Regions from separate parts of the Sus scrofa genome. Here region 1 is linked to region 2. A link is a contact called in public Hi-C data. All regions are on one chromosome and are shown on one strand. The core of a region is the stretch at or near the end of the contact, and the rest is flanking DNA. Distances in the headings are between cores, read along the strand shown.

Region 1 (5,059 bases), core at 2,273-4,772, 140 kb after region 2:
TATTTTCATAGTTCGAAAAATGCATGTTTGGAGTTCTCTTGTGGTGCAGTGGATTGGGGATCCAGGTTTATCACTATCACTATTGCGGCATGGGTTGCTGCTATAGTGTGGGTTCAATCCCTGGCCTGGGAGCTTTCACCTGCTGCAGGTGCAGCCAAAAAACAAAACAGAAACAAACAAAATCCATGTTAAAATCCTCGGGCGGGGGGGGAAGAGAAATTGATTAAATTTACTTATAAGACATGGAACTGAAACATAAGGAATGCAACAAAAACAAAAAACCAATCAAATGGACACCTCTTTCTGGGAAGACTTCCATGCCCTAACTCCCCAAGTGAAGTTCTCTTCTGTCTTTAGGATTCAGTCTGTATCTGGCATTCCAGAGCACATGCCGGGCTGCACAGCATGTTTTGTTTTATTTTAGTGTCTTGTATCTTCCACTACATTGTAAGCTCCTTAAGGACATGAACCACGGCCTGACTGTCAACGATCCCTACCTCTCCACTGTTCACTCCTGCCAGGGTACCCACCCTTTGCTAGTGGCGCTATGCTTGGGAATATGGCCATAGGTTCACTCTTCTAGCTTTACATCTAACAACTCTCCCACAAGCCAAAGCAAGTCAAGGAGAGGCAAGAATTCAGCTGGGGTAGAATCACAACTCGCTCAGCGGGTTAAGGATCTGGTGTTGCCATGAGCTGTGGTGTAGTTCACAGACACAGCTCAGATCTGGTGTTGCTGTGGCTATGGCGTAGGCCGGTGGCTCTGATTAGACCCCTAGCCTAGAAACCTCCATATGCCAAAAAAAAAAAAGAAAGAAAGAAAGAAAGAAAAAAAAGAAATATTATCTCTGAGGGATTGGGGCTGATGACAGCTCCCTACTTCAGTAGGAAAGACTGGTACAAAGAGTGAAAGAAAAAGACAAGGTGAAGAGAGGTTTAAAGGCTGAGAAAGGTGATAACCCTTCAAAGTGGCTTATGCCATATTCATGCTAAGCCTGCAGAAATGATCATCTTACCTTTGTCCAGAGACCATGGTAGCATTTACTTCGAGTTCTGTTAAAAATACAAAGGACAGAAATGAGATGTATGAGCTTCTGGTGTATATGTCCACAGGGAGAAGCTAGGTGTCTATGAAAATTCTGAATGCCCTGTTTAGGCTAATGTGTTTCCATGCATAGCAGCATCCTTATCTTAACATGGTATATAGAGAGAGTTGGCACAGGCAAAATTCGGCTGTCTGGGCATAAGACACTTTACTCAGTCTATTTTTATTTCTACTCCATACTGTGAAATTATCTTGTTTGGATCAACCAAACTGAATCCACACTGCCTGGTTCATATTTCATCCAGCTATCACTAGGTTAGTAAAATAATCCTCTTCCTCTCATGTGAAAGAGATTGTTTTCATTCTTAGACTATCTTTACCCTCTTGACATATTTTTTTAAACAGCAATCTTCAACTATGTCTCAAATATCTATTAAGGATGCATTCTCCTCCAAAGGATTTCTTCACTGAATTTTAGAGGGCAGATTGCTGTACTCTGAGATATTGCCTAAATACCCCACTATGTTCTTCTCTTCCTCAACCTCTCAGCAATGCCCTCCAAGAAAGGAAACTCTCAGTAATTTGTTTAAAAGCGTTTGCTTAAATGAGCATCCTATGGGTTTACCAGGCACTTCTTTCTCAGCACCAGCAGAAAAACACCTTCTTCCTCCATCATACACCTTTAGGTAGTTTCATCTTTTGCAAAAGACCATCCCTGATGCACCAGTCGGCAGTGATCTCTCCTGCCTCTGGTCTCCCACAGCCCTTTACCTGTTCCCCCTTTCAGGGAATTCAGCATCACAGACTCAGCATACATGTCTAACCTGCCTTACTTACTGCACAGTCATCTCCCTGAAGGCAGTGAAGTCAGAGTGCCTGGGTTATTTTGACCTCATTGTTTAGTAGCCATGTATTGGGCAAGTTACTTGACCTCTCTGTGCTAAAAAAAAAAAAAAGGGATCACTACCCACCTCCAAGTTAAAAAGATTAAATGGAACAATGCATCTAAAAAACTTAGTATATAGCACCTGGCACTTGGTAATTACTCAATATTAGCCATTATTAGTATTGCTATGATGCTCATGTTGATGCAGTCTTTATGTAAGGAGGCTGTACTTCTCTGCCTTCAAAGATGGCAGAAGGGAATTTTTGCTTCTCATTTGCTATTTAGCTCCCCATATCTAATCCATAAAACCTGGAGACTCTCCAGAAGAAACCTCACTGAGTCTCTGCTGCCTTGCTGGCTCTGCTAGAGCTGAGAAATAGGTACTGTGTGTTCAAATGTAAAAACAGCTCAAGCCAAAAAAAAGTTGATTACAAAAAAATTTTGGTTTGCTTTTTTTTTGTTTTTTTTTTTTTTGTCTTTTTTGCTATTTCTTGGGCTGCTTCCGTGGCATATGGAGGTTCCCAGGCTAGGGGTTGAATCGGAGCTGTAGCCACCGGCCTACGCCAGAGCCACAGCAACATGGGATCCGAGCCGCATCTGCAACCTACACCACAGCTCATGGCAATGCCGGATCGTTAACCCACTGAGCGAGGCCAGGGACCGAACCTGCAACCTCATGGTTCCTAGTCGGATTCGTTAACCACTGCGGCTTCGTTAACCACTGCGCCACAACGGGAACTCCTGGTTTGCTTTTTTGAAACAAAATTCAACGCTTTTGAGAATTTTAACACTATCACAGCTAATTCATGTAAGTGGAGACCAAAGGGATTTAATGAAGGCAATTATTGGCTTAGTGAGTATTTTTAGGAGATTCATTTAAGCCAAACTTTCAAAAGGAACAAGATTCTTCAGCTAATTACTCTGAGAAGGAGGATATATGATATGGTAAAGCCCATTTTCTGGAGAAAAGAGTTGGGGCAGGAGATGGAATTCCCTTCCCTCTTCTAATCGCTCCCTTTCTCATAAAAAAGTGAGTTTTACAATCTAATTTCTTCTCTGAGTAATCTGCTCCATTCCTACCCTTCTCAGGTATCATGTAGCAAAGGCAGAATCTGGGTGGCTAATTTTTTTTTTTCCTCATCCATTTTTTCAGAGGCCTGGTTTTACTTAAAGTCTATACCAAAGTATATACAACAGAAAGTCCTATCCATAATATAGGACATGGCACCCTGAAGCAGGTTTTAAAATAATCACAACTTTTACTGGCTTAGACTCAAAATTAAACATGGCTGTATATTTTTAAAACTTAATTTTGTCAAATGTGTGAATTGTATTGTCACTGAGATTCTAACCTTCTTGTGAAAAGCAATCATACTTCTCTTTTTCTTTTGTTGGTACCCCTCAATAACCTACAGTGACAAAGAGCCAGGCAAGACTAAACTATAACGAACCATGCTCTTTATCAGCTTCAGCCATCTAATCTATGAGGGCAGTGCGCTGTCACTGCCATCAAGATCCTAATGCGTTCAGAGCTGACCCAGCAGCCTACAGCAGTTATTTGTCAGATTACCACGGACTCCACCTTCCAGAAACTCCATCTCTAGTGCTATTTACAATATCTTGGTCATGGGAAGAAACTTAATGCCATCCAGAAATGACTGAAATGACTGATCCCCTGGAGGAATGGCTACCTCACGACAGCAGAGACTCTCTGAACAAGCCTCTACTCCTGTCAGGATAATGTAATTACCTTCATAATGCAGTGATGCTTGCCACCCCAGCAAATTACTACATGCCAATCAGGCAGCTGCCAGCTATGGGTGCCGGGGTCATGGAACAGGGCAAACTCTGCAATGGAAACCACCCACAACTGGGTGGCAGACAGACAATGGGCACTGAGATGCCCTTCTTGAGTTCCCTGGCTGACCCCAGGAATGCGTCAGAAAGCAAGCCGGTCAGGAGAAAAATAACCTCAAATAGTACTGCACAAGCTCTGCCACTCAACTGAAGTCTGCTCTGAAGCAGGTAAGACCGTTTCAGCCACTTCCTGGCACAATGAGGATAGCAGTGGTTCCTTCACATGTTATTCATTCCATTCAAAAAATTTTTCCAAGGTGGACCTTACCTGGTCTGGCAACAGACCCCTGCAGTGCTGTGGCTGGAGTTTCCTTTGGGATTAAATTCTGTGAAGGGGCTGAGGCAAGAAAAACAAAAACGAGCAGTCTTTTACCTTCATTTCTAAACAAAGCAGAAAATACTGACTGAATCAAGGGCTAAGTAGTGGCTGAAATACACATACTCTTAGAGGACAATACTGAAGTTGGCTTTGAAAACATATTTCAAAATTTAATTAACTACTTTAACATTCACTAACAAAGACTACTGCTAGGGATGTTCTTCCTTTTTTGTATATACAAAGATCAAGGGACAACATGGCCACGAGACAATAGTACCCATAATTTTTACCTCTTGGGGTCAAGTTCTGTCCAGTACTCTAAAAAACCCAACGGCAAACCTTAGTAGGCAACAAACCACTTACAGATGGAAAATTACACCATTCAACCTTGGCCTTTGAAAAATTGCTCATCCCTCTAAAAACTACATTCCTTGAGACCTGAAATGAATCATATAATTTATTCTGTACTTTTTTACAGTATTTGTCAAGTGCGATGGGCATAAAACTAGTATTCAATTCATATTTAATAAACCAAATCAATTTGATATGTTATCTACTAATTAACAGTTACCAAGAATTTACTAGAGGCGAGGCTCTGTGCCAAGCAAACTTAGAGACCAAATTACATTGTTCTTGCCCATCAGGAACTCAGTCTAGTATTAAATATAAGATGTGGTACACTGAAGTGAACTATAACATTATGTGAGCCAGAGTCATAAAGTACAAAACGCTATGAGAGTCCAAAGAAAAGGCGATCAACGCTAGATTGAGAAATCTGAAGGTATATTAAAGGGAGAAACATCAGGATTAGGCTTTGAAGGACAGAGAGATCTCAGGCCCTTGAAGAGGAATGGAACAGAATGCACAATGTACTCTAGAATGGAAATTTCTTGGATCATACGTTAAAGATTGAGGGGACAGATATGCCACAGTCATTCAAGGTTATGTCCTA
Region 2 (5,214 bases), core at 942-3,441:
GTTTCTTTATACTTTATTGCATTTTTAAATAAACTAATAAATATTATTTAAAATTAATTAAAAGAATGCCTTAAAAATTAGCACTTAAAAAAAAAAAAAAACAAAAACACCAAAAACTTAGCACTTAAAAAAGCTCAGGTAAGTTTCCTGGCAGGCACTTAATGATCAGAAGTTCCCTTCCCCTCTCTGATCCTGACCTTCAGGAAATCCCTTCTCCCAAGTCAGAGTTTTGGGACATTTAAGGGATGAACCTTAAGGCCTCTTGTCTCAGTTGTACAGTGACTTGGTTGAAATGCTATCCTGGCGGTTCATGCACTGGAAGGCGGACTGGATTACAGACAAGGTTCTCAATTCTGGTTGTAAAATGAACTCATCTGGGGAGCCCTGCCCAGACTAAGTCAATCAGAGTCGACAGGGGTGGGGCCCAGGCGTCCATACTGGTTTCTAAAAGCTCCCCTGGTGATTCCAATACGCAGCCAAGACTGGGACCCACTGGTGTACAGCTATAGACCCTTACCAAATAAGCAGCCCACACCAGTCTGTAACAGAGACTTCATGGGTCTGTGTCACATTGAGAATCATCAGGACAAGGTAGTTCGGAGTTTTCTTAAAGCTGAATGTTTTCAACTTAACGTTCCCTCTTTATTGAAAAATGATAGGTGTCTTGCTGCTGGCTGCTGTTGTTAAAATGTCCTTCCTTTTATGAAATGGGGATGAATAACTAGTAGTTGACTGTTTTTTGTTTTGTTTTCTTTTTTTGTTTTTGTTTTTGGCTGCATCCACGATATATAGAAGTTCTAGGACCAGATTTCGAACCCACACTACAGCTGCGACCAGAGCCACAGTTGCGACCAGAGCCACAGCAAAGCTGTGCCACCAGGTAACTCCTGACTGTTTTAATTTCTTCAGTAAAACAAAAAGTTGGCAACTTGGTCACCAGGATCTTTTGAAATGTTAGTGGTCCATGAAACCCCAAAATTTGGAAACGCTCGCCTGGAGGACTTGCAAGGTCCTCTTTTCTGATCTGAATTTCCAGGATCCTGGGCTTTCAAAGCTGAGAGGTGAAAGCCCTGACTCAAGCCTGAGACTTCTTGGAAGCCTTGTCCTTGCTCCCAGAAACAGAAGTCTGGGAAAAGGGATGTGTACACTGAGAATTATGCTTGTTATTATTAATAAACATATTTTTAATAAATATTAAATTATATCTTCAAGAAAGGAGAACTCCAACATTGGTGGTCCTTTACATTTCTCAGTGGTTCTTTCTGATCCCCTGGAAATTATTTTGCTGAAAAGAACATACACTATTCCTAAGATGAAACTCCTGTGGCCTGATGGCCCAAGTGGATTTTTGTTCTATTCTTCTAGTCCCTTTGGATTTCAGACTCGGTGACAACAGATGACCAAGAGGTTGAGAGAGGCTCACATGCCGCTCCTGGGTGCAGTCACAAAGAGCTGCAAGGATACATTCCCATGTGCCTGGAGGAACCGTCGTCACCAGCGTCCAGTTGGCTTCTGGCCTGTGGTGACCTTTGCAGGACTGGGGAGCTGCTGCTCACTCTTGCTGGCTGACAGGCCAGAGGATTATAGCTACATGCCAGAGCAGATGGAGCCAGGGACCTGGGGCACAGGACGGCCTGTTCCAGGCACTAGGAGGTATCGGAGATGTAAGAGATGACCCGGGCCTGATGAGACGCAAGGGTTCACCCTTCATCAGCTGTGCTAGGCCAGATGGAATCAGATTCCCCACCACGTTTACTGGGTGACTTTCTCTGATCTCTGGCTCCACTGCTGACAAGCCAAAACTTCAGGCAAGTCATTTTCCTTCCCTGAGTCTCAGGCTTATTCAGAAATAAAATCCCACTTGAAGAATCCAGTCCCATCAGGAGGGGAACAGAGGGGATTTAGGGACTTCAAAGGTCATGGTGGTGATGTTTCTTTTCTTAAACTAGGTTCTGGGTATATAGGACTTTGTTGTGTTATTTTTTATAATTAATGTGTATTTTAAAATCAGTATTCTTTTATCACTATAAAACAGTTAATAAAAACAAAATAAAGCACACACACACACAGACACACAATCCAGCCCTTTGGTAATTGGCTCTTTGAGCTGGACCACTGCAGGCTGGCACGGGCTCTGCCAGCAGGCTGTTCCCTAACACCGCAATTGCGCGTTCGTATGATTCATCCTGGCCCCAAGCCCCACAGAGTCCCAGCGTCTGGGACCTGCACTCAGGGAGGGGCCCACGTGCCTCTTCTCCCCACTGAGCCGGACAGAAAAACAAAACAGTGAATGTGCGAGCAGGCATGTTGGCACTGGAACTAATGTTTAAACTGAATTCTTAACCACATTAGAAGGCTGAATATATTCAACCTAGGCACACAGACTCTGCAGAATCTCCACAGGTCCAGGCTGAATGTAATGACTCACAGCTGCCATGCCCCAAACAGACATCGTGAGCACGAGTACCTTCTGCCACAGGAGCTGCGCCTCGAGAGGTGGCAGCCCAGGCTCTCTGCAGGAACCTTCAGATGAACTAAACTTGCCCAGCCAGCCAGCAACAGCATCTATTAGATCATCCAGGGTTTCAGAAACGCCATCCTTATTTTTTTGTGCCTCACCACCCCAGAGGGCATAAAATAGCTTATTTCAAGTTTTGAAAAATATGTTTATTTCAGTGACTCTGAATGACTGTGGGTACCAAGCCTAAGGCTGGCTTTGATCATAAAACTATGCAGGAGACCCCTCCGCCCTGCAACCCCTGCATAATTATCACTACTATTAATAACTGCAGTGCTATTTACATTTTCTTCTTTCTCAAACTTGAAACGCCCATGAAAGATATTCTCCCCATATGACAGATGAAAAAAACGGGAGGCTCAGAAAGGTTAAATAACTTGCTATAATGGGAAAGCCAGGACTCAGACTCAAGGCAATCTGGCTCCAGACCATGTTCAGCAATAGGAGATGAAAGATATTCCCCGAGGGAGATGCAGCCAAAAACGACTCCATTTGGAGGGGAAAGGGGATCAACATCCCCAAGACCCACCCTGTCACAAACTGGGGTAGGTTCCTATGCCCTGTGACTTGCCATTGGCCACTCTGCCAAGGGGCGCCAGGCGGACTCTGAGGCTGCTGGACTGGATGATTCTTGACTGTGTAATGAGGGTGTCGCAGGCAGAAGATGCCACTTCCTGCTTCCAGTCAAGCTGCCTGGCCACCACCCTACCAGGCATCACCTGCAGGAGCAGCAGGGCTTGGCCTGCCCACTCGCCTGTTTATCTTCACTCAGAGGCCCACTCCTACAGGTAGAGTTCTTTCTAACAGCTGATCAGTTTCACTTCCTGGTTGACACCCAGCAGTCCCAAAACAATAACAAAGACTTGCTTCCTCTGAAGTCTGCCCTGCCTGGGTTCATTCTTGACACCTTGCTGTGCACCCACCTTAGGCAAGGAAAGTTCAACAGTTCCCTTCCCGGTTTAGAGAATCGAGTGGTACTGGGCCACTGGCACTGCCTCTTTACTAGAGAGGTTTCAAAGAGCCAAGCACAAACATGTGCTGAGTTGTTCTGTGTGTCAGGTTTGATCTTGGGTGCTGGAGACACAGAGGTGAGGGAGCCATGAGCCTACCCTTGGGGAGCCCACAAACACTGAAAAGAACTCACATAGGGGGTGAAGAGCCAGACTGAGGGAGACACTAGGAAACACTAGAAAGCATAACTAGATCACCACTAGGCCACCTTTTGAGGAAGGGATGGTTAGAGCTTAAGGGGTCTTCACAGCAGGCAGGAAGTCTAATGTTGCCTGTCTGTCTTCTGTGGATCTTTCGACACACCACTGGGAAATGGTTCAAAGCCAAGGCCTAGTGCCGCACTGTCCAACACAACAGCTACTAGCTGTGTGTGCCTTCTTAAATTGAAGTTAAAAATTCAGTTTCTTAGCATACTGGTGGCTATTCTATGGGACTATCCACAGAAAGCCCAAATGGACAGCACTGGCTGGAGGCTCACAGGTTTGGAATCTGACGCCAGCCCTTCTACCTACCAGTCAAGGAACAAGTGGCTCTACTTTTCTGTACCTCAGTTTCCTCATCTGCAAAATGGGGATACTTTCTTCAGAGTCTGGTGTGAAGATAAAATGAGCCAACGTGTGTAACACTCTTAGAACCACAGTGGCCAGGTATACTGTAAGTGCTCAATAAACGTAGTTATTTTTATTATCATCACTAGTCCACAGCACCAAGGAGGCAGATATTGTACATGGTGTCCCGGCCGATCAGTGCTGCTAGCACAGCAAGTGCCTATTCATTCCTTTTTCCCTGGCCGGGGGACACCAATCTGCCAGCATGGGGTCAGAGGTAGGAGTACTCACATCTGTAGAGGTGGTTCCACACGGGGAAGAAGGCCATGTAGAGGGCCACATCCCCCACGGTCGGGTAGGACTTGAAGATGGAGATGATGGCAATCTGGATGAACATGAAGAAGACAGGGTGTTCCCTGGGGAAGGCGGGGCAGGGCAGACAGAGAGAGGAAGGTCAGTCAGGGACCAGGCCACCCCAGAGACTCCTGACCCCACCCCTCGATTCAAATCCAAAAGTACTCTCTGGGGTCTTCACAGAGGGCTGGCTCTGCTACCCACAAGACACAGGGCCAGGCCAAGTAGCAGAAGCAGAAAACTGCGGGGACCGGAAGATGCCCAGAGGTGGGGAGGAGAGCCCAGCAAACACTGAGAAACAGTCCACAGAGACACTTCCCATCAACCCCTCCCCCACCGCTCTGAGCCTTCCCCCAGGAGCTGTGGAGGAAGAAAACAAATGAAGTCAGCGTCCTTTATTACTGGGCTTAAATGACTGCTTGTCAGCGTAAAGAGGCAGCCGCCCTTGCCAGAGGCCCCTCTGACATTGGACCCAGGGCAGGAAGTGCCTCCTTGCTGAGGCTTTTCTCTCTGACAACATGGTCAGTGGGGTCCAGAGACCTTTAGCTATGATGAGCTCCTTTCCTGAAAGAGAACTGAGAGCTGCATGCAGCTTTTCGCTCTTAAGGGCTGGAAATGGAGTTCTTGCGTCCTTAATCTAGTAAGACTGGCTGCCATTTCCTAAACCCTCACTCTAAGTCTTATGCGAGGTCCTTTTCTTGCATCAATGCATGTGATCCTGACTACACTGCAACTGCACCTCGAGGTAGGCAATGCCGTCACTGCATTTTGCAGATGAGGAAC

The links. Hi-C and Micro-C count contacts between places; a contact is called where the count stands out from the background.
Region 1: a contact with region 2 is called in a Hi-C map of skeletal muscle, with 6 times the contacts expected there. The contact joins two enhancer-like sites. A contact is called at or near these places in 2 of 47 Hi-C or Micro-C datasets (liver and skeletal muscle) and 1 of 2 datasets of contacts at active chromatin or transcription factors (skeletal muscle).

Annotation. Positions count from the first base shown.
Region 1 is chr17:38,124,784-38,129,842 of Sscrofa11.1, forward strand. NCOA6 (nuclear receptor coactivator 6) reads right to left here. Exons shown (of 16, transcript XM_021078293.1): 13 at 4,057-4,125; 14 at 1,017-1,053. Among named protein-coding and RNA genes, the nearest start is that of TP53INP2, 23 kb to the left of the region's middle. Within about 2 kb of position 3,523, at least 1 of the 83 cell types and tissues checked has an H3K27ac peak or open chromatin away from gene starts, as enhancers often do. A contact at or near this core is called in skeletal muscle, where this site is marked.
Region 2 is chr17:37,981,485-37,986,698 of Sscrofa11.1, forward strand. It overlaps PIGU (phosphatidylinositol glycan anchor biosynthesis class U), which reads right to left. Exons shown (of 12, transcript NM_001185136.1): 10 at 4,369-4,493. Among named protein-coding and RNA genes, the nearest start is that of MAP1LC3A, 26 kb to the left of the region's middle. Within about 2 kb of position 2,192, at least 35 of the 83 cell types and tissues checked have an H3K27ac peak or open chromatin away from gene starts, as enhancers often do. A contact at or near this core is called in skeletal muscle, where this site is marked.